Linked DNA regions of Gossypium hirsutum: region 2 is linked to region 1. A link is a contact called in public Hi-C data. All regions are on one chromosome and are shown on one strand. The core of a region is the stretch at or near the end of the contact, and the rest is flanking DNA. Distances in the headings are between cores, read along the strand shown.

The links. Hi-C and Micro-C count contacts between places; a contact is called where the count stands out from the background.
Region 2: a contact with region 1 is called in a Hi-C map of leaf, with 2.1 times the contacts expected there. The contact joins the promoter of LOC107963480 here to the promoter of LOC107962239 in region 1. A contact is called at or near these places in 2 of 34 Hi-C or Micro-C datasets (callus and leaf).

Annotation. Positions count from the first base shown.
Region 1 is chrA06:94,838,104-94,842,164 of Gossypium_hirsutum_v2.1, reverse strand. It overlaps LOC107962239 (putative cyclin-D6-1), which reads right to left and starts at 1,757. Exons shown (of 6, transcript XM_016898557.2): 1 at 1,126-1,757; 2 at 934-1,020; 3 at 758-853; 4 at 482-683; 5 at 266-396; 6 at 1-175. The coding sequence starts at 1,305.
Region 2 is chrA06:94,991,222-94,995,282 of Gossypium_hirsutum_v2.1, reverse strand. LOC107963480 (transcription factor MYB4) reads left to right here and starts at 1,721. Exons shown (of 3, transcript XM_016899983.2): 1 at 1,721-2,027; 2 at 2,118-2,247; 3 at 2,371-2,949. The coding sequence starts at 1,901. The coding sequence ends at 2,860.

The sequences.
Region 1 (4,061 bases), core at 508-3,007:
CTCTCTTTTCAGGCACTGCAATGGCTGCCATGCTGCTACTGCTTCTCTCACAATGGCAGTCTAAAACACTCATTGGAGTTGTTGTACTTGAGCTTGACACCGTTTCAATAATTGAATCGCTAGTTTCATTAGCCACCATCTCTTGCATTGCATTAAAGCATTTCAACTGATTCTCCTGTCAAAATTATATTCATTTAATTCATTAACCTAAAGTAATTGAAAAGAAAATGACCTTCAATAATGTTTTATAGTTCCAGTTCCTTACTTTATTAACATGTCGACAGCTCAAAATCGAGGTTTCAAAAGATGGAAACTGCAAAGGGAATAGCTCATGGGATGCCATAAGAAGAGCTGATGCTGCAATTATTGATGGTTTGAACTCTAGCAGTTTGATTTCTGCAACAAATAACATAACAGACATGTTCAAGCTGTTTTCCGATAAAAGACATAACGGACATGTTACTATGTTCTGTTTAATTACCATTACAAGCTTGGAAGATTATGTTTGTTGCTCTATCTTTCAATGCTTGTCTCAAAGGTGGATCTTTAAGTTCAAACAAAGATATGAAGAAGCAGATAAACGACAAGGGTGTTACTGATCTCATTCTCCAATTCAAGGCATCAAGTATCAGAAGCTCCATTCGTTGAATTGCGGGGGCATCAAAGATGAACCCTTCGTCTCTCTGTTTCATTTGTATTAGTCTTCGCATGAAGGTAAAAAAAAAAATTTCAAATTAAGATGAGATGTTTAATTAACCTGGAAATTGGAGGAAGAGAAGTGTTGTTCCTTCATCTTTGAAGCCAAAGAAATGGTAGCGATCACAAGAAGCCTCAACACCCATGGATTACCTTGCTGTTACAGTATTCAAGTTGTTATAAAAAATACTTTGTTTGGTTACCAAGAAAACAACACTCTTCATCTTGCCTACATACAGGAATTTCTTGCCTGGAGACGAACCGGTCCATGTAGTTAGTAGCCAGGTATGTTGTGTAAGGATCAATGTTACATGAATACTGTGCCTGACCAATTAAAACAAGTTATAAAAGACAAGAACAGTAAACCATGTATTAAAATGAAATGGAAGGAAAAGAACAGTAGTGAATAGTGAAAATAGATATGGGTACCCTCAAAATGAGAGAAATGGCTTCCTGTCGAAAAGAAACAAACAAGTCATTGCTCTTTAAACTTAGAAAGTAGTTGTGGGAAGGCATGTGATCAGATTCTGAAGAGAAGAGAGCTGAGATTATATCAGATTCTTGATTGTCCAAGCTGGTGAATGGGTTCTCAAGATCAAAGCAATCCATAATTTTTTTTCTTAAGAGAAGAATGGGGAGAGAGTGAGAGTGAGTTTGCAAAAGAATAGAGTTATAATAATGTTGAAAAAGAGAAGAAGAGAGCTGAAAAAACCAAGTCGGATCTTCAACTTCACTTGTGACTTTTGTTTCTGGGTCTCACAAAGCTGCCTTGTTTAACTTTAATTAGAATATGCCATTGCTACTCGAGAAACTGAATTAGTATCATGAACATGATATTTATAATAATAATAATCTAATTTGAAGGTAGAAGGTTATACTTTTGAAAAGCTAATATTGTTGGAGAAATGGATAAAAGTGCCATTCTTCTTTGAACACATGTATGTATATAGTTTAGTATGCAAAGCAAAAGGAGAAAAGTGGTCCCAAGCAGAGCTCACAAAGCAGTAGAAAGAAAGAAGACAGTTTGGCGCAGTATATTTCCTTTTCTTCGTTCCGCGATAAGCGCCGGTCCATTTTAAAGAAGGTGCCGCTTAAATAATTCACCGCTTAATATCCAACAAACTATTATTTATTTTTTTTCCTTCTTTAAAAGAAATTACTTTTCCTTTTTTAATTTTGCTTTTGATCATGGAATAAGACCCTCTTTAATTTAATCACATTCCACAAACTCCTTTCTTGTTTTTCTTTTCCCTTTTATAACAAGTTTTTAAGAATAAATAGTTCATCTAATATTAATAAGAATAAAAAAATTCATAAATTTTTTTAGGATTTTATCATATATATAATTATTTTAATTATTTTATTATTTTACCATGTCATTCTAGAAAAAAAAATTCTCTACTAAAGTGAGCAGGACAATAATCCAATTTTCAATGTCTTAAGACCCAAGGTTTCTTTTCTCCAAGTCAAATTTAGGTAGATTGACTTCGGGTACCTTTTTTTATTTAATTTCTTTCATTTTCTTTAACAAACCTCACCGTCTCTTCCTTACCTATTTAATTTTTAATTTTCTAAAAGATAACCTATCGAGGTAAATATTGAGTTTCAAATATTTATTAGATATAATTGTTTTTTAAATAATTGCATAAATTGATTAAACAAAAATTCAAATATTCAATGGTTGGATAGTAAATTTCAAGTTGATTGAGATAAAATTTACTATTTTAACTTGTGCTTATAAATAGGGGTGAGTGTTTGATCGAATTGAGTAAAAAAAATTGAGTTGGTGGGTCCTTTTTTTATTATCCTAACTCAATTTGAATTTTTTTTTTCTAATCGAATCAAGTGAAATTATTCGAGTTAAATTAAAAAATTAAACATTTTGAATTAAAATCTCAATACAATATAACTAATTCCATGTTAGAGTAAATAAATTTGAAATCATATATATTTAAAAAATTTCAAAGAAAAATAAGAGAAAAAAAAGATATTTTAGTATGCTTGAATCATTAATTAACTTATTTAGGTCCCAAACTTATTATTTTAGAAAATTTTAAAATTTTTAACTTTCTTTATATATTCTTTAGATTTTTATAATTGTTGAAAAAATATACATTTTGCAATTTTATAAATATTTAGAATTTTAAAATTTATTTTAAATTTTTTTTTGTAATTTTTGGTAAGAGAGGCCGATTTGCTCATTTTCAAAAACTAACAAAGACTGTTTACATCAATTTTTTATTCAAATTATTCGAGTTATTTGAATGGTAAAATTTAAGAATGGTAAAATTTAACTCAACTCGAACTCGAACATCGAATTATTTATTCATGTAGACTCGAAAAAAATTGAATAACTCAATTCGATTAACTCGAAATTTAAATTTTTTTTAATTCTTTCTAATCAAATTGTGTTTTACTTCCCTACTTATAAACTCTATTCTCCTAACTTGTATAAGAAAAAGGTATTCACTTTCATTTGTTATTTATGAGCCATTTTCTTTCATAGAAAACAAAGATATCATTGCGTCACATTTCTTGACTCAAACTGTGCAAAAGGTAATATAAGAAGGTAGGAAGGAATTACTAGTAAATTTACTAATGTTTTGTCAACCTAACAACTTGAAATTCAAGGCATATGGATTCAATTGCATTTCAAGTTCACATTCAGGTTTTCAAACTTTAGGTAACTCAAGTGATTTTGCAATGTTTCATATCCTTTTTAATGCTTCATATCAGTGGAGGAGCAAATTGCTAGCACCATCCTTAAAATGGAAAAAAAAATTTAAGCCCTTTATTATTTATAAAATTTTAAATTAATAATAATAAAACTTACAATTTGACCTCCAAAATAATAAAAATTTAGTTTAATCATTTAAAACATATAAAAATATACGCTATTAAAATGATAAATTTATATTTTTATTATTGTAAATAATATATAATTTAATTCCGGCACTAAAAAAAAATTTCTAGCTCTACTACTACTTCATACAATTGAAGCCCACAATAACAATAAAAAATAGTCCTCTTTCTCCCCATGAAATATTAATTCCTCCTAAAATTAAAGTTTTAAATTAGTTAAACAAAAAACATTTGGATGTGTTACTAAGCAACGAAGTGGGGATATTTTGTTATTGTGAAAATAAAATTAAATAAAATAAAGAAAACATAGATTTTACGTGGAAACCCTTCGAGAAAAAAATCACGGGCAAAGGAGAAGAAAATTTACTATGTCGAATTCGAATGATTACAAGAGGAATAGATTGTGACTATTTATAGGCTTGTAAAGCCATATTCTAGTAAGATTAAAACACCATATTCTAATCAATATAAAATAGATAGAGTTTAATAAGGTTTAAAAAACC
Region 2 (4,061 bases), core at 472-2,971, 150 kb before region 1:
AAACAACCACTTTTACGAGGTGACCCGATCACACCTCATCAAAAAGGATTGGTGGCGACTCCCGTTCTTTCATTTCCGTCGATCTCATTTTTCGAAAAAAATGGTTTCAACAGTATCGATTGGGGTAAAAAAAACAAAGATTAAAATGAAAAGCAGTGAAAACTAAAATAATGTATTAAAAAATTGTCAAATTGTACTTGTTTATCTCATTGCTGAAATTTAATTATTTTCAATATTGAAAATTCAAAATTCAAAACATCAAAATCAATTAAATAAATTATTAAAAAAATTTATCTCTTGAGAGTGTATATATTGAAATTAATTTAATTAATTTAATCTCCTTATAAAATTTAATTTTTTTTATGTTTTCAAATAAAAATAAACTCAAATAATTCATCTTTAATAATTTTCTACGAAACCTAAATTTATTTTGATTATATGATCTTGAATATTCCATGTTAAGCTAAAGCAAAGAAATTCCTTGCAATTAATTTACTTTATCTTTCATGCCAAATAAAATCTAGAATTTTTCATTATGTTCTTTACCCAAATGAAGAAAAGTAATTAATTTTTAGTTAATTGCAATGATTTTTTCCTTTACGTTTAGCTTTGCATGTAAGATTCAATATTATAGAATCAAAAGGAATTTAAGTTTCATAGACACTTATTACATATACGTTAATTGGATTGATTTCGGATAATTTGGAAATATAAAATAAAATTTTAAAATTTAAGAGATTAAATTAAGTAAATTAATTTATTTCAATTTATAGTTGTTTGACATTATCAGGGATAAGAAATTTCAATAATTTATTTAATTGACTTTTATGTTTTGAAATTTAAAATTTTGATATTGAAAATTAGAAATTTAAAATTTTCGACAATGGGATAAAAAAGTAGAATTTAATAAATTTTAATGCGTTATTTTAGTTTATATCGTTTTTTCACTTTAATCCTTAATGTTTTTTTTACCGTGACCTATATTTAAGAAAAGATTTTTGGGTGACTAAAATAAAATTGATCTAAAAGTTGAGAGATTAAAATGAAAGTGTAGATATAATATGACTTGTAAAATTAACCGTCGATAAATAACGGTGACTAAAATAAAAATATCTTAAAAATTAAATGACAAAATTACAATAATTTCATGTTGAATGAAAAAAAAAATCATCATTGATCTACACGTGTTACACACCCTTTCTTGTCGTCAGCATCGCCATGTATCTTCCTTCAAATATGAATTTCCTATTGTCTCGGAAACTTGCAAGTTAGTGAATAATCCATAAAAATGTAACTCAAATGCCCATAGTTTTATTCATCTATTTATTTTAAATTTGTTTATACCTGGCTGTCTTTTCAATATTATTGCCCTAATCAAAGCTGTGTCTTTTGACTGAATGTTGATTTTTGCCATTCCTTTTCGTTTTGAAAAACCTTAAAAAATAGATCAAAGTTGAAACGTGGTCCACGCTTTATCATGTCTTGATTTTTCTTACGGTAGTGGTTAACCATTGACTAATTTTGTACTATCTGCTTTATTTTCATTCATATTTCATGTGGGAAACGCTGCCCAGTGATGACCTAAGCCACAACACATCAGCTGCCTTACATAAGAGCTCTTCTTTTAACCATTTTCTTGACAACGAACGTAGTCAACTAATATGTGTCAACCTATGTATATAACCACTGTAAAAACATACTCTACTAATGGATGTTCCACGAGGTATCCTTTTTGAAATAAAAGTTTGCCATGTTAATTGTCATATTATTGGAAAAATTGGGGACATTCAAACACGTTTTTCCATAGAATCATAACATAAACTGGCATAAAATCTTTTGTATAAAACGTTTTGCTTTTTGCATAAAACTTAAAAGTCTGCTTCATTTACTTTTTGCAGAGATGGCAAAGTCTGACGAAAAGACAACTCTGAGGAAAGGTCCATGGAGTTCCGAAGAAGACCACAAATTAATAGCTTATGTTACTAGATATGGTATCTGGAATTGGACAGCAATGGCCAAAGCAGCAGGTCCACAATAACCAATATCATCGAGAAATACTCGAGGTTTTTGGCTTCTGAGTTACACTTTTATTGAGTCTTTTATATTTGTTCTTGTAGGATTGCAAAGGTCCGGGAAGAGTTGCAGACTCCGTTGGATGAATTATCTAAGGCCTGGAATTAAGCGTGGAAATTTCACAAGGGAAGAAGAGGAAACCATACTTGATTTGCATGAAAGGCTTGGAAATCGGTAAGCGCTGAAGGCTGTTAATACTCAACAAAATAATCCCTGTGAATGTTGATGATGGCTATGCAACTGATATGCTTTTGGAGCATAACATCAAATTTAATATTATTCGATCAAATTATGCAGATGGTCAGTGATTGCATCAAGGTTGCCTGGAAGAACTGATAATGAGATTAAAAATTATTGGCATACACGCTTAAGCAAGCGTTTGAGACACAACTTAGTGCCGAAAAGTGGACCTTTCCAGATACCCAATGTTGAAACCGAACAGGAAAGCTCACCCGAAATTGCTCTCCCACCTGCCATCGCTATAAAAGAATCAAATGTAGAAACCTCTGGTGCAATCCAGCTGCCTTTATCAAGCTCAAACCCTGCAATGAAAATTGACGAAAGCCAAACTAATTGTTCATTCAAAGCATATGGAGGACTTCAAAGCATATTTGAGCAGACATTCACTGCAGAAGGATCATACATAGTGGAGAATTCTAAAGCCATTTATTCAGTACCTGGAGTTTCTACTGCTACCTCTCAGCTAGCGAGGTTCCAGTACCTGGGTAATTCCTGTACTGACGTTTGGCATAAGTTTTTGACGAACGAAATAATATATGGAGGCTAATAATCTCTCGGGCAATCTTTGATTTGTAGAGCACTTGCTTGTTGGACATGATTGTAGCTAAACTAGTGGTTTGAACTATTGGCATTGAATTTGGATGAGTTCTTACTCTTTAATTTCCATGTATGTTCAAAGATTATTGCTTCAGTATCGAGGACCGGCAAAACATTAGGTGAAAGCTTCACTCAAATTGCCTTTTCTACGAATTAATGGTGGAAAAATATCTAGCAATAGGTTGTGCTTTCCTTTGTTAGAATAGGGTTTGTAACAAATAAAAATAAATTAATAAAGGGCTTTTTATTAAAATAATATAAAAATTAAATTAAATTCCAAAATGACAAATTCTTTATCAAAATAATGCTTATGTTACAATAATTTTCAGTGTCACAAGTGATATTACCCAAAATACAAACTAATCATTATCAAATGATTATTGAAAGAATAAAAGAAAAGAAAAGACGTACATTCTAAACCCTAAAATCTTTGTAAACTTTGTAATTCACGTTGATGGGGATGGAAGTTACTATTCTGTAGTTTGAGATAAAATTTTTTATTTAGGTACTTCATTTTAAAATTTATTTTAATTTTAACCTTAATTCGTAATTTTAATATTTTTTATTTAGTCCTTATATTTCTAATATTTTTAATTTAATTTAATGCTTTTGTACATATATGGTGAATATTCAATTTGTTGAATAATAATTTTAGTTGTGTCTAATAAAGATCAATTATACAATAATTTTAATTTCGGTTAATGTCGAATTTATATGTTAATATGAAATTTAAGCATAGAAGATGAAGTTTTGAAAAATTAATTACCAATTATTGTACAATTAATCTATCCGGAAAGAGACATTTAAATAGACACAACTAAAATAATTATACGACAAATTAAATCTTCACCATATACATTCAAAAGTATTAATAATTAAAAAGAACCATTTAAGATGTACACCAAATTAAAAATTCTTAAAAGCAATGAGTAAATAAAAAAATTAAAACTGCAAATTGACGTTGTAATTAAATCAGAATTTAAAATTAAAACGCCTAAATAAAAAACATTCAAACTATCATCAATATTAATTAGAAAGTTTGAGGTGTCGTAAGTTATATGTGCGACACCCACCTTTTGCTTTTCTTTTATTATTTTAATAATTATTTGATAATATTCATATTTTAGGTAATGTCGCCCATAACATGTGAA